Linked DNA regions of Bombyx mori: region 2 is linked to region 1. Evidence: chromatin contacts called from public Hi-C data. All regions are on one chromosome and are shown on one strand. The core of a region is the stretch at or near the end of the contact, and the rest is flanking DNA. Distances in the headings are between cores, read along the strand shown. Region 1 overlaps E75 (nuclear hormone receptor E75). Region 2 has its middle 10 kb from the start of LOC110384975.

What was found. Hi-C and Micro-C count contacts between places; a contact is called where the count stands out from the background.
Region 2: a Hi-C map of posterior silk gland shows a contact between it and region 1, with 1.7 times the contacts expected there. The contact joins two enhancer-like sites. A contact is called at or near these places in 5 of 7 Hi-C or Micro-C datasets (midgut, posterior silk gland and whole pupa).

The regions. Positions count from the first base shown.
Region 1 is chr10:7,943,406-7,947,981 of ASM3026992v2, forward strand. All of the region lies in intron 1 of E75 (nuclear hormone receptor E75), which reads right to left. Among protein-coding and RNA genes, the nearest start is that of E75, 23 kb to the right of the region's middle. Within about 2 kb of position 2,261, at least 6 of the 8 cell types and tissues checked have open chromatin away from gene starts, as enhancers often do.
Region 2 is chr10:7,978,578-7,983,217 of ASM3026992v2, forward strand. No RefSeq gene overlaps it. Among protein-coding and RNA genes, the nearest start is that of LOC110384975, 10 kb to the right of the region's middle. Within about 2 kb of position 2,259, at least 3 of the 8 cell types and tissues checked have open chromatin away from gene starts, as enhancers often do.

The DNA of each region.
Region 1 (4,576 bases), core at 1,011-3,510:
TCATTAAAGCCCAAACACTATAAACGTAAATGCCGCTTTGGGATATCAGGTTTTAATTCTCAATTGTATTCTAAATACTAACAGCCCTTTCAAACCATAAACCATAATCTATTTCGTGTGACAATAACGCAGAATGTGGTGTTAGGTAAAACTGGTCGTATTAACACTAAATAATTTCTTTCATGACCATCGATTGATTTTTTTACAAGAGCAAGAAGCATTTTCGTTAGCAACGACACGAAATCACTGTTTGTTTGAATGCCTAATACTGCATTGTACCACCAGTTCTAGTTTTCCGCCGTAAACGCCGGTTCCAGGGAATAGCCCATTGTTACTACTTCATAGGTGCAAATATTTGTACTCCCAATGGCTTGTTTAGCTTGTAACACGAGCTTAGCCGTCATAATTCGAAACAAACAGAATTGAATCCAAATAAAACTATATATAATAACTAGCGAACCGCCCTCGCTTCGCTTCGGAAACATTAAATTTTATTATTGATAGCTGAGTCCCGCGATGTTACCTGCGATTATTGTTGTACCTCGGGTGATGCCGCGAGGCGAAGCTAGCCTAAAAAATGTAGCCTAACTTACTCCTTATATCATCAGCTACCTATCAGTGAAAGTCTCGTCAAAATCGGTCCAGCCGTTCCAGAGATTAGCCGGAACAAACAGACAGACAGACAGACAGACAGACAAAAATTTATTTATTATAAAAAAAAGAACACAATATTCCTAACCCAAAAGTACATGTTATTATCAAAATATGTAATAAATGTTATTTCGGTGTATGTTCCGTATATATGTATATTCATATGCATGTAGTAAAAAGCAGCTATTTTAATATTACAAATAGCACTCCAATTTTATTTATATGTATAGATAATAACTGAAAAGTGTCAAAGTATTTCAATATTTTTTACATTTCACCAAAACTACAAAATCGTGCTTTATTGATCTCTTTCATTGTAAGATTGCATATGGAACAAATTTTTTTAATGCATATTGATATTATCATTGGAATAGCTTCAAAAACGTTATGGTGCCTCCGGAAAACTGTGTTTCATGTCCGAATATCGATTTAGAATTCCCCTACTGACATAAGTTCCACCCCGATCGCATCTCTATAAATGTATATGTATATACGGAGCAGACATATAGTATATAGCTGAGTCTGACGCGACGGGTCCTCAGACGAGCTATACACGTATATCTTCAGCTAGCTACAGTGCAGTGAGTGGGTGAGCGACTGCAGCAAAGCCGGCTGAATCCCGGAAAACTACCGACCCAGTCTAGACATGGGGGCACTTCCCCTCGATCCCTCGGACCCCGCAACCCTTTCTTCCACCTCGCAGCCCTGGCGCTTTCACCAGCGACTTGCAGACATTATAAAAAAAAAAAAAAAACACTTTTGAGTGATGTGAGAGATATGACATGCGAACAAAAACGTTGGGAGCAAAAACAAAAAATTGTGGTGTTTTTAACGACAGATATATGTAATGATTGCAAAACAAAACGAGGCGCGACAGATAATTTAAATTACGACACTTATTATCTCGTACAACAGATCTGATGCATTATGTAATTGAAGAAACGAAAATTTTAAACCGATTAATTCGGCTAATGACGAACTAAAATAAACAATATTTTCTTGGGTTTTCGCGAGTCATAGAGCTACTTTTATGATTTAATCTTGCGTTTTTTATTATCATCATATAGTAGAAAGCTGTAAAGTATTCGGAACATTGGAAATAAGGATCTAGGAATAAGCTAATAAGTTGGTTATACTATAGTATCCATCATAGAGATTAAACTGTAAAAGTAAGTTTAACTAAACTATACCAAATGTAGATTCGGATATCGAAACCGAGGATAATTATATTTAATTTCTAAATTATTTATATTTTTTTGCTTTATTTAAAAAAAATATTATTCGGTACAGAAATACGTTCAATAATTTCATTTCGCTAAAGCAGTAACGCGAATTCAGAAATATATAACACTTACAATTATTTTTAAATTTATGTTATATTCTGATATACTGAATTTATATCTCGTTTTCTTGATTTGTTTTAGTTCCTCATATGAACTTTCAATCAAACTTTCATTTGAACAGATCAAACCATACTTCGTACGTACTTAGCACAATGGCTTTGAATTAGACAATGCGACAAGCGTGATCGACTGTGCTGCAGTGGGTTAGTGAGAGTGAATTAGTTCCCGGGGTGATGCAGAGGGCTGGTGCAGACAGGGTGGCGCGGCGGTGTGGGGCCAGACGGGAGACGACGCACCTCGTTTCCGTACTCAGCTACACTGTAACTCAACTCTATATGCAGCTACCTAACTTATACATTTTCGACGTAGAGTAACTAGTATAAATGCTAAAAGGTTCTGTAGGTAATTTTTTTTTATTGTCCTTGTAGGCAGAGGAGCACACGGCGAGAGTGGTTACAGTCGCCAATGGATATCAGAAATACCAGATAATTTTGTGTTCTCGATGCAATTTTTTTTTATTTATTGCTTAGATGGGTGGACGAGCTCACAGCCCACCTGGTGTTAAGTGGAGCCCATAGACATCTACAACGTAAATGCGTCACCCACCTTGAGATATACGTTCTAAGGTCCCAAGTATAGTTACAACGGCTGCCCCACCCTTCAAACCGAAATGCATTACTGCTTCACAGCAGAAATAGGCAGGATGGTGGTACCTACCCGTGCGGACTCACAAGTCGCCCTGCCTGGTGGTAATGGTGTACGATCATACAAAAATAAAAAAAAAAGTGTGTGTGTCCGCTCCGACGCACGACTGGAGTTTACTGGATATAAAAAATTAAACGAAACAATACGAGAAATAGTTCTATATTACGACAACACGATACACTACAGATTATTAACAAATTAACGAGACACAAAACAAACGACTAACAAATATATGAAAATACAATAATGAGAGAAACGCGCGATCAGTACGAGGCTTTGTGGCGGACTGCCGGCGCAGCAGCCCGGCGTCACCTGCGATAACGCATTTCGTGTGACATGCGCAATCAGGCGCATAACGCATTTCGTGTGACATGCTAGTACGATTTTGGTCCCCATAATTTTCATACCCCGGGCCTATATATGTAAATCGATTCTAAAGGAGTAAACTCCAAAAACTATTCTAAAGTAATGAACAATATAAAATAACAAATGTATGTATAATATATTCGGTATTTTATAATAACGTTATTTGTTTAGCTGATCGATGAGTCGTTGTCCTATGCTAAGTCCTATCCTAAGTTTCAATCAAAATCGTTCATTTTTGGAATTTTCTTTATAATTTTTAAGACTCTTTTTAGTTTTATTTCAGTAAAACGTAAAACGTATTAGACGTGCGGATGTGGCGGGTAACGAACGCCGGACACAAGATACTTGACAGATGCTTGAATCTCATTTAGGACATTTTCCAGATAAGCTTGCACATATACAAGTTCTGAACAACAAAATTCGGACCCTACCGAGCAATTACACCCGCTCATTGGAAGATCTTCTCTTCATCGTTAACTCCCAATGGTCTTAAAAAATCGGTACAACCGCTCTTGTGTGAAGGGGTTATTTAAAAACTTTTTTTATTACACTCGTAGGCAGACGAATATACGACCCACCTGATGGTTTATATATAATATCACGCCATGTTAACTGGTCCGTGCTAAGTTCGTAAAAAACTTGTATTACAGGTACCGGATAACGGAAATAAATGTAAGATTTTTATTATACACATACATATATGTAATAAACATCCATAACCCTGGAAAAGACATTTTATATTTATCATACAAATATCTTCTCATGGCGGGATTCGAACCCGCGACCCTCTTGTGTAATGACCATATCACTTACCACTACACCAGACGGCCGTTATTCGTTACCGTCGCTCATGGACGCAAGTAATGCCAGGGGCAGAGCCAAGCCGCTGCCTACCGTTTAATACTCTCCTCTATTAACGAACGATCTACATAATGAAGGAAAATATCGTAATATAAGCTTCGACATAAAATATTCCCAATATGCGTTTATTTAAATGGCAGTATTTTGTAGCCCGAAATTAGCCCATTACTAGCGTAGTCAGTAGTGTAGTCAGAGTATGGTGCTGATAATTGTTCGACACCAGGCGAATAATAAGTTCATAAGAGCATAATTTCTCCCGTCTAAGGAAACAAAAAAGTCGTACACGAACAATCGTATCGTATCTACGATGCCAATACCTCTATCGATGACTATTCAAATTTAATGATTTAATTAATTAGGAAACCTCTCAAAGTTGGTCATTGGAATTCTAATCCCGCCTATTAATAACAATTGTTCTATGGAAATAATAGTATACACTTACACATGTCCACGAATTACTTCCACGATGGAGGATTAACATTATATAGTAATAATTAAACCAATCTTTAAAAAAACAAAAGGTAAGGTGTTTTATAAGTTCAAGCCATAGCGCTTATTTTATTTCGATGCAGGCTGGATGTAGATACTTTGGTCGCACGATATCGTCCATACCACGTTGAAAACGCCGGTTCTCGTTTGATCGCCCCCAT
Region 2 (4,640 bases), core at 1,009-3,508, 35 kb after region 1:
TCGACAATATTGAATTCCCTTGAAACTTTGGAAACGTTAATGATCTCCAAATACCCTCATCTATCTAAAGAGGGATACTTTGTATCATCTTTTATAAAATAGGAACTTTCAAGGCTTTTCATTTGATGAATTATATAATATATGTTTTAAATACCACGTACTGAAGCTTTTAGAGAACTATGTACAGAATGTATGTAGTTAACTGGTATTTAGGTACATAAGTATTTAGGTACACAAGCCGACAACAGAACTAGTGTAAAATACACAAAATACGCTCATAATTGCATTGTATAATGACAGTTCCATCCTTGAAACTAGAGTGCATGACTCTTTCACGGCAAAATAGGTAGGTTGATCCAAATTAGAAACCAATGTCGAGATATCAATTTGAAATTGTGCGAATATGATAAAAACACAAAAAAAAAGTGTAAGAAAAAATGATTTTATTGTAAAAAAAGTGTGGGGTGCATGGAATCAGTAGTTATAAATATTTTATGAACAGATATGAGTAGAAGCGTTATTTTGATATTATCCTGAAAAGCACCCTGGATTTTCTATAAAAGTGTATTTTGTTAGTTTTTTTAAACTATTATTTACTTTTTAATAAGTTGGTAGTGTTCAAAAGCTGTTTTTTCATTTTACAAAATAAGCTCGTGTTATTGTCGTGAGCAGGCATTTCGTGTAGTAGATCAGCAGAGGCTGCGCGGCTCGTGTCAAGGCCGCGTCCTCGACCGTGACCGCGGACGCCCGCCGCGCCCGCTTCTACACCCACGCTGCCTTCCTCCGAAAACATTTCCCTTTAAGGCGCTGTTTGATTCGACTTGACGATTCAAATTGAGCTCTGCACCCGCTTTTATTCATTAACGATGAGAAGGTGAAAATAGAAGAGAAGAGAAGAGGAAAACAGCACCGATAGCAAACCGATAAAATATATAATATTTTTTTTTCCTATCTCTGCTGATAGCCTTGAGAGGCTATTTCAGCTTCACCATAACGTGTGTAGGTGAGCTCACGGGGCTCTAACCGGAGTGTTGCTAACACTGACCCTAGCAAGAGCAGTGCTTCTTAGAATCTACCACCGGATCGGAAACGCAACCCACTGAGAAGATCCGGAGAGGAACTCAGTGGGCTGTGTCTATGGGTTAATTCGCTCGTCGAGCCCTTGACCGGTGCTTGTGGTGCCTAAAAGCACCGTTAATGGATCGTATATAAATGTTCTAAACTAGCAACAACTACAGTAATCAGACAACGGATACTCTTGAACTAGCCTGTTATTTATTCAATTGATTGCTGAACAAGCTCACGGCCCAGCTGACACATGAAGCGACTACCGGAGCCTCAAGACAACGTGAACTCCATAATTAAAACCGGCGGGCATGATTGCCTTCGGGCAACAATTGACAGGATTCTAGTATCTACCCGTGAGGAATTACTATACGCCCAACCACTAGTAAAGCTTAGTTTATCAGATATGAGTTTTCATCATAAAAAAAAATCGAAGTCAGGCACTAACACAACTTCTTCGTCGAGTTGTGGAATTAGAGTCAGTAACCTCGCGCCCTGGTCTCGCATTACGTGAAAATAATTTGTTTTCATTTCTTAACATGATGATTCAACTATGTGCTTAGAATGTTCATGTCGGTATTTACAATGTAATAACATACAATATATTCAATATGTTTCTCTGACTTCAAATTAATGTGTGTTATATTAACAGTTTTTTTTTATAAATTGTTCTGTAATCAGGAACGATAACAGAAAATAGCTAACCAATAGATTTCGACACATTATTTATTAACAATTGTTGATTTCTCGCCCAAAATACAGGTATGAAGTTAAACGTGTAGATACAACAAAACAAAACAAAAATTAAAGTAAAATTGTAAATTAATAAGTATTCGCTTGAAAGTAAAGAAATATAGGTGAATATACCTATAATCGGAAGAAAATACGACGCAGCTGCCCTTGAGCTGTAAGGCGTCCTTCGGAGTCATTGAGATAGCTGTTGACAAATACGAGCGCTCGTGGCTGAGTCTAAACTCGCCTACCGGTCCTGGCATAGCAAAAGGCCTTCGGATAACCAGTTATCATTCTATCTTTAAAAAAAATAGGAACATTTCTATCCCCTTTGGGACCAGGTAGATATTCAGTGATCGCAAAGGAAGGCATACGTATCGGTAAAAACAACGGGGGAAAATCATGACGTCACCGTAACCAATTCAACCGGGTTTTAGTTAATAAGTACTTTAAATACCCAAAGTTATGCCACTCACGCTCGTAAATGAGCCACGTACATACGTGTGCGTCGCTTAACGATAGTCAGTGTGAATAAAGGTGCTTTATTTTAATTTTGATGACAAGAGCGTCTCAGAATACTAAAGACATAATTGCTACTCAGTTATAATTCCATCATATAGAAACTTAATAATAAACATAATCAATAAATTTCAATTTCAAAATCAATAAATTTAGTTTATATTTTACAAAAAGCTAAACTAAATTTATTGATTTATGTTAAAATCTTTGGGGGGTTATTTTGAAATTATAAGTTGTTCGACATTTATGATGCCTACAATCTAATATATAAAATTCTCGTGTCACAGTTTTCGTTGCCATACTCCTCCGAAACGGCTTGACCGATTTTGATGAAATTTTTTGTGCTTATCCGGTATCTATGAGAATCGGCCAACATCTATTTTTCATCCCCCTAAATGTTAGGGGTAGTCCACCCCTAAATTTATTTTTTTATTTTTTAGACCAAATTTTAAATTTCTATTTTTTTATGATACAACATACAAAAATACATACAATCCTCAATTTTCACCCTTCTACGATCAACCCTTATTTTTTATTTTCTAATTAAAAACTTTAAAAATTTTTGCGAAAATTTTGTTTTTATTTTGTCATGACGTAGAATAAAAAAATTCATATTACTCTGAAATTTTCACCCCTCTACGATCAACCCCTATTTTTTATTTGTTAATTATAAACTTAAATTTTTTTGGCAAGTTTTTTATTTTGTTTTGTCATGACTTAGAATAAAAAAAAAAACATATTACTCTCAATTTTCACTCTTATACGATAAACCCCTATTTTTCCATCCCGATTAATATTTTTTTTATTCTATGCACAGATCCGCAATAAGGTTGCAAGATGGCAATCAAATATTATAATTGTAGTACGATAAATTCTTATTCAGAGTTTATAATTTCAAGTTCCTTTAATTATGTTTTTTTTTTTAATTGAATTTGATCTCCCGCCCTCGCCGGTCAACTACTGATCAACTATCAATCCATCAACTATCCCCGCCAGGTGTCACCACTCATCCAGCAAACATCACGTAGTAGGGATGAGAACGAAGCCGGTCTCCTGTCTTACTTACTCACTATATATACATCATAGATTATACACTTAATATATTTGAGAGCTATACAATACTATACATTTTTCAGCCATGTTTTTTTTGGTTGTATTTGTGTATCAATAGTATGTTCAGTAGGTCTGAGAATCGGCTACTATCTATTTTTCATACCCCTAAGTGAAAAGGGTTGTCCACCCCAAACATTTATTTTTTGGATATTTTTTTTGTTTATAATGAGGTATAATGTGGTTAAATCAGGGTTTTTTTTCTACAGTAGAATTTCCCTAGAAATCTTATTTAAGGCAACACAACGTTTGCCGGGTCAGCTAGTATTATATATATGGATATCTTATGACCTAACTTCACTTCTTAATTAAGCTGCGTCAATTTTAAATGCTCTGTGGAACGATGTTATCAATTGTGTATCGACATCTCTCTCAATTGTGCATCTCTACTACTACTACTACTGAGCTGGCGCTATGACCCCGAAATGGGTCTTGGCCTTAGACAATAAACTTTGCCATTCATCCCGGCGCTGCGTAACACCTTGCCAGTCCGACACTTGGAGCTCCCGTAAATTTCCTTCCACAGCGTCACACCAGCGGTACTTGGGCCTCCCTACGGGGCGGCGTCCCTCCGGTACACCTGTGTACACCCGTTTCACAGCCCGATCCTGCTCCATACGTACTACATGTCCGAGCCATCCGAGCCTCCGTGCCTTCATCTCCCCAAGAATATTTGGCTCACCAAAAAGCCTCTAGTTAACTAATATTTTTAACAAAGATTTTGAATGCAAAGTTTTACAGTTTGTTCCGTTTGTCCAACATCGTAAATACTAATGAATCATTGAAAAATATTCATACAAAAATATGTATTAAATTCGTTGTGAACCGTAAAAATAATGCAGTTTGTATACCTGAGATGAAATTATACTTAAGTGTACAATTCACTCTACTCATTAAAATCTTAACAATTTTATACAAATCCTAATTACAAAACAGCATGTAAAAAATATCGTACAGAATAAAATGAAATCAGATAAAAAAAAGGTTATTAGTAAAGTTGAAATTACAATAAGAGATACAGATTACAATACAAGATACAGGAGTATCTTCTTTGGTATCTGTAACGCTATTATAGATTGCTCGAATGTTCAGTAAAGAGAACGCCCACGCCAAACCATACACGTGCCGCTCTGAGGTCATGTCACGGTGAAGGCCGAAACGCCGAACCAACCTTTCCTGAAAATAAGGACCCTAGGCCGACGACCCCGGAGGAA